2 separate regions of the Canis lupus genome follow, and region 2 is linked to region 1. The links are chromatin contacts, called in public Hi-C maps. All regions are on one chromosome and are shown on one strand. The core of a region is the stretch at or near the end of the contact, and the rest is flanking DNA. Distances in the headings are between cores, read along the strand shown.

Region 1 (2,767 bases), core at 23-2,522:
TGAAATCCCATAACTAAATCCAGGTCACACTCAAGGAGGTCTGGGAGGGAAATGAAACATTTCCTCTGGGAAATGGGGATAGCTACATAACTTAGGAAGAATTGTTATGTAATGAAGTTTTTTTCCTCCCCCATCTATATATTCAATCATTTATTTACATATACTCATGATATTTCTTTTATACTTTGAGTTATAATCTAATACTACATTCCTTTGTTTTTGTTGTTCAAGTTGTTCCAGTTTTAGACATTGGGTGCACTTTCAAGTTCATTTCCAGTCCTTTTGAAATACCCCTATCCTTTTGTTATCTGAGCTCTTTCTTACTTTCTGGCATTACAAGATTCTGCAGACTCATCTTGTATTGCCCCTGCCCTGACCTTAGAACTAGACATTTCTCCAAAGACTCGGTTCCTTTATTTTAGGGGAAGAGTGTGGAGAGAGAAGAGTGAGGGGCAGAGGGAGAGGGAAAGAGAAAGTCTTAAGTGGGCTCCATCTCAGGACCCTGAGATCATGACCTGAGCTAAAATCAAGAGTCTGCTGCTTAACTGACCAAGCCACCCAGGCACCCCACCCCTTGGTTCTTTTTATTGAAGAAGAGTCTTTAGAAACCCAAATCTGGGCACTGAATGTGTTCATTGTTGCTAAGGTTTCCAGCCTCCATCAGTAGGCAGATCTAGGAAATATAGATGTGAGTACTAAGCCAAGTTTGTAAACATAATTATTTCTGTATGTATCCATCTGCATCTACCCATTTGCATTTTGTCATTAGCCTCCAGTTCCCAGTCAAAACATTGTTTTCTCAAGTTACTTAGGGCAGCTCCTTTTCCCTCTCCCCCTTCAGTGGGTTGATATCATTTTCTGTGAAACTCCTATTTTCTGATTGCACAGTAAGTAGAGTTTCATACTCAAGTCTTTCACATAAAAAAGATTTTCCTATTAGTAATCAGACTGCTTTCCTTAGTATTCTATGAGCTACGTCTCTAACTTTCATGTTTTTCTGCTGTGCTTATTGCTTCTATTAACCATCAAATTGTGTCCTCGATTCTTATTTACTCTGTGCCAGGCCCCCACTTTAGAGGGCTACTGTCCCATCTTTCACCTTGTGAGAGACCTCCTCTGTGTGATCTCTGCTCTTTGCTGGCCTCCTTAGGTCTAACTCTTGCCTGTTGGACCTTGGGAATCATTCATTGGCATCTGGCCTTAGTCTCTGCCATAGAAGTGCATATGCTTGGTCACTTCCCTGTCCTGACCTTGCCTCCTTTGGCCAGCCAGTCTTCTCCGAAGTCCCCTGCCCACGTGGGAACCTCAGCAATCTCAGTAGCCCTCCTACACCATGGTGGGCTGCTATTTGTTCTGTAAGGCTGTCCAACCAACACCCAGACCCTCCCCACAGCCACTGTTGCACCACCATATTGGCCACTTGGTTTCTTCAAAAGGATAGCAGCCCCTTCAACAAAACTCCTTTACTCCTAAATCTTTCCACAAACTATGTGCTTTGTGTCATTGAGATTTCCCTTTTTCCATTTCCTCAGGGCAAGGTACAAGGGGATAGGGTGCCTGGCTCTTTTTCAGAAAAGCATCAGTAGCTTCTCTTTTGTTTCCACCAGTTTGCTAGTCCAATTCCTATTCTCTGGACATTGGAAAAGATTCCATGTGCTAATATCTTCAGATTCTGGTGTCGTGGATATCCCAAATGCTGTACATTTTGAGCAAAGTTGTATTCTTCCAAGTAGAAGCCTTTATTTTGAAAGTACTGTTTTTACTCTGTGTTTTAAAACCTCCTCCTTGATGGGGCACCTGAGTGGCTCACTGGTTGAGCTTCTGCCTTTGGCTCAGGTCATGATTCCAGGGTCCTGGGATCTAGTCCCGCATCGGGCTCCCTCTAGGGACCCTGCTTCTCCTTCTGCCTATGTCTCTGCCTCTCTGTGTCTCGTGAATAAATTTTAAAAACCCTTTAAAAATAAAAAATAAAAATAAAAATAAAAACTCCTCCTTGAAATGTCACTGTCCTTTTGGTTCTAGGATTATTCTGCTGTTGGGCAGTGCATATGTGGAGAGTTGCAAAGTTCCTCACTTCATTTGAAATAGATGTTTGGTAAATAGCTATACGTTTTCCACCTATAGATTACAAAGAGGGACTTGACTGTTCAAATATTTAAGAATGCAATATTTATTAGCTATTTACAACTGTTTCCTTGTTTCAGAATAGGTAAGTATCAGAAACAATAAGTGTCAGTAAACGTGATTTACTTTCAGTCACCCTCCAGGAAGCCATTACTGTTGCCTGAATGGCAGAGGCGGGAGCTAGGAGCAGTGAATAGTGGGAAGCAAACCTTTGATATTTCAAAATCATATCCAACTACGTGCATGCACACATATGTATATGTGGTTACTATATGTGAAGTAACATGTACAAATGTATTCACACACAGAATTTTCTATCTGCTTTTATGCAACCTTTAGGTTCTTTGAAGGCAGTCCACCTACTGTGGTTATTTCTGGGACATCTCACGTGTGCTCATACACATGCCACCATAGGCGGCAACAGCATTCCCCATCCTGCCATCACTCTGAAGTGCAGGAAGCCTGGTGAAGGTGTCTACCTGCTGTCCTTCCATCAGCACCTGTTCAGGCCCTGCTGTACTGGTTCTAACCTGCTGAAGGAGAAAGTTTCTCTCCTGGACTGGGTACCACTGTCCCCTCCCTCTTAGCACCAAGGTCCTGTGCACCCTAGGATGTGGTGCAAGAAAACCATTTTTTCAGCTCT
Region 2 (2,781 bases), core at 61-2,560, 450 kb before region 1:
TCATGAAAGTAGCAGAGTATTTAAAAAAGTTAAGACTTTATGACAGGTTTCAAAAAGATCTGAAAGTCAGTATATATGTTCAAGCTTAATAGTTCCATATCATAATACCCATAATAGATTTTAAAAACTTTTCTTGGCAATTAAAAAATTAACTAATGCTAAAGAGATATTTAAAAAAAACCCCGTAAAACCAAATGAAATGTGTCAAGATTATTAGGTAGAAGCTGAAAATGAGTATGTGGGTTGGAGAATAAGGGTAGACTTTTTATTTAAAGCTATCTGGAATTTAGACAATGTGAAATTACTAGTCAGTGTAATTCTCTTCTCTGGCAACCAGGGGAAAGAATTCTTCTCCCAGTGGTTAGGAATCTGCATCTTTGTGCTTATGACAATGTGACCTCTAAAACCATGGAAGACAGGGGTAGAACTAAATACAATTTTGGACAGGTAAAATTTATTTTCAGTAACTTTGGGCTTTCCTTTCTGTCCTCTCTCCCAGGGTTCTCAGATTCTTCCTGGCTCCTTACCCTGCCCAAACCTTCTCTCAGATAAGGGTTAGCAAAGGTAATGTCCAGCTTAAACTGAAACGTGCCCATGTTTTACCTCCTCTAAGGTAAGTTATAAGTTTTATTTCTAATTATTGTATGAAGAAAGGCTTTGTGTTCTATCAGATTTTTCAGGCATTGGTCAATTGATGGAAAGGTCTTTGCAGGGGGAAAGGGGCTTCTTGGCATATCGCATAGATGGCAGCTTACCATAACCATCTACTCAAGCCTAGCATGGTTTTAACACATGGGCTGAAAGTGTGAGTGTGTATTTGCCACGTGCATAAGATAATGTGTGTTCATCTAGAGAGAGCTGGATTTGCTACCTCTCTTTGCTTACATCCTGTTTGAGCCTCACAAACAACCCACACTACTCAGCTGCTCTCCCTCCCCACTCCTCTGAAAGGCACTAATGGCTCCTTAGTAATCCAATTCTGTAAACTTTTCCCTCCTGTGCTTTTTCATGTCCCAGCAGCAACGTTTGGTACCAACAACCACTTGTTCCCTCTCTCTGTGGTCTCCATGGCTTCCGTCTCTCCTTAGGAATTTTGTTGACTTGGCTCACCTCTCATACAGCATGGGTCCTTTCTTCTATCATCTACCCGTTAGCTGGGCAAACCCATTCATGTTCATCACTTGAACTGTGCTTTCTGTCTTCATATCCAAATCTCTATCTTTAGCCCAAATCTCTCTCCTGACTTCCAGATCTAACATCTGCACCTGCAAATCCAACATTTTTATCTGCAAATTCCACAAACGCCTCATGTGTCCTAACCTGGAGTCACAAATCTCTTCTTTCTGCCCGGATCTTTCACCTGTTTAAATCAAGATAGAAGCTTTGGCGTTATTCTTGCCTCTTTCTCAAGCTTTATCCTATAAATTACCAAATTCTGTAAGTTTGTGTTCCTAAATAGGTTATTTGAGCAAACCTGCATTTCAATTTATTGTGACTACTGATTTATACTAGGCACTTAACATCTCCAGCATAGGGTTCTTACTCTGCTTCTCTTCTGATCTAGACTTTGTTTTGTGGCTAGAGTGACCTTTGCAAACTTGAAACTAGTATTGGTCTCTTTGTCATAGTTCCTTGTGTATCACCTGTAGAATAAAGCCTGAATTTTGTAGACAGATATGACTGATCTGTTTCCTATCAATCGGCCCAGTTTTTTCTCCTAGCTCTGACTCTCCACTCATAGTTCACCTGTTAGCAATATCAATCTCTTTGAAGCACATCAAGCAGGTATTTTCATGCTTTTGGATTTGACCAGATGCCATTCCATTTGCCTGGAATACTGTTTCATCCTTCCCAGGCTAAGAAAATCTCTTTTCCATTTATTTTTTTCCTTTGTGAATTTTTCTCAGACACCTCCAGGTAGACATTGAGTCCTGTTTCTTTTATGTTCTCTTGTATCTTGTACATACCTCTAATAGTTCTGTTGTCATACTGTATTGTAATTGGTGGTTTACCAGACTGCCTTCCCACTAAAGTATAAGCTCCTTAAGGGTAGGGGCATATTTACATGTGGACCTGTGGTTTCTAGAATAGTGTGTAGCATTTCCAATAGATATTTATTCAATGAATGAATTGTGGATTAATTTGAAATGCATAAAAATGTTTCTCTCTTTTTTTTTCCCTAAAAGTGTTGAGGTCCTTAAAAGAGGCTCAGCTGCTAGGTTCTTTACTCTAATTCCTTTGTAGGCTTCTTATACCTTCTTGAGTAATCATTGTTAGGATGTTTCCAACTTATACTCTTGAATCACTCTAGAGTTCCAGTTATAGAAACTCAGAAAAGATATACAAGCCACAAAAGGGTAGTGATAAGGAAGGAAGGTAAGCTCCAAATATGGTTTTACTTTTTTTTTCTAATGGAAATAACATTTGGGTTTATTTTAAGAGTATAATTTTGATCACAAGGTACTGATTTAAAAATACCAGATAAATATTCTAATTTATTGCCTTACCAGTAGGTTGGCACTAAATATTAGGAAAGTGATATTTCGTTGGAATTTTTAGCCCTAATGTTTAATTCTTAAATAAGGCAATACAACACACTGGTACACTTTTCATGCAGTCACAGGTTTGGGAGCAGCTAAGAGGTGCTGTATAGTGGTCTCTTGATCAACACAGAACACATTACAGAGAACAGTTACTGAGCAGTTACTACCAGACCAGTACTGTTTTGGTTGCTTTTATTTATTAATTTATTCCATGAGGTACTCACTATTATTATCCTCA

The links. A called contact is a pair of places that touch in the nucleus more often than the background predicts.
Region 2: a Hi-C map of skin fibroblasts shows a contact between it and region 1, with 2.9 times the contacts expected there. The contact joins the promoter of LOC119869399 here to the enhancer-like site in region 1. A contact is called at or near these places in 3 of 9 Hi-C or Micro-C datasets (amygdala, liver and skin fibroblasts).

Annotation. Positions count from the first base shown.
Region 1 is chr15:47,848,631-47,851,397 of UU_Cfam_GSD_1.0, reverse strand. The region is part of intron 13 of IQCM (IQ domain-containing protein M); the gene reads left to right. Among named protein-coding and RNA genes, the nearest start is that of IQCM, 400 kb to the left of the region's middle. Within about 2 kb of position 1,272, at least 2 of the 20 cell types and tissues checked have an H3K27ac peak or open chromatin away from gene starts, as enhancers often do.
Region 2 is chr15:48,300,286-48,303,066 of UU_Cfam_GSD_1.0, reverse strand. LOC119869399 (non-POU domain-containing octamer-binding protein-like) reads right to left here and starts at 1,310. Exons shown (of 5, transcript XM_038559176.1): 1 at 1,148-1,310. The coding sequence starts at 1,310.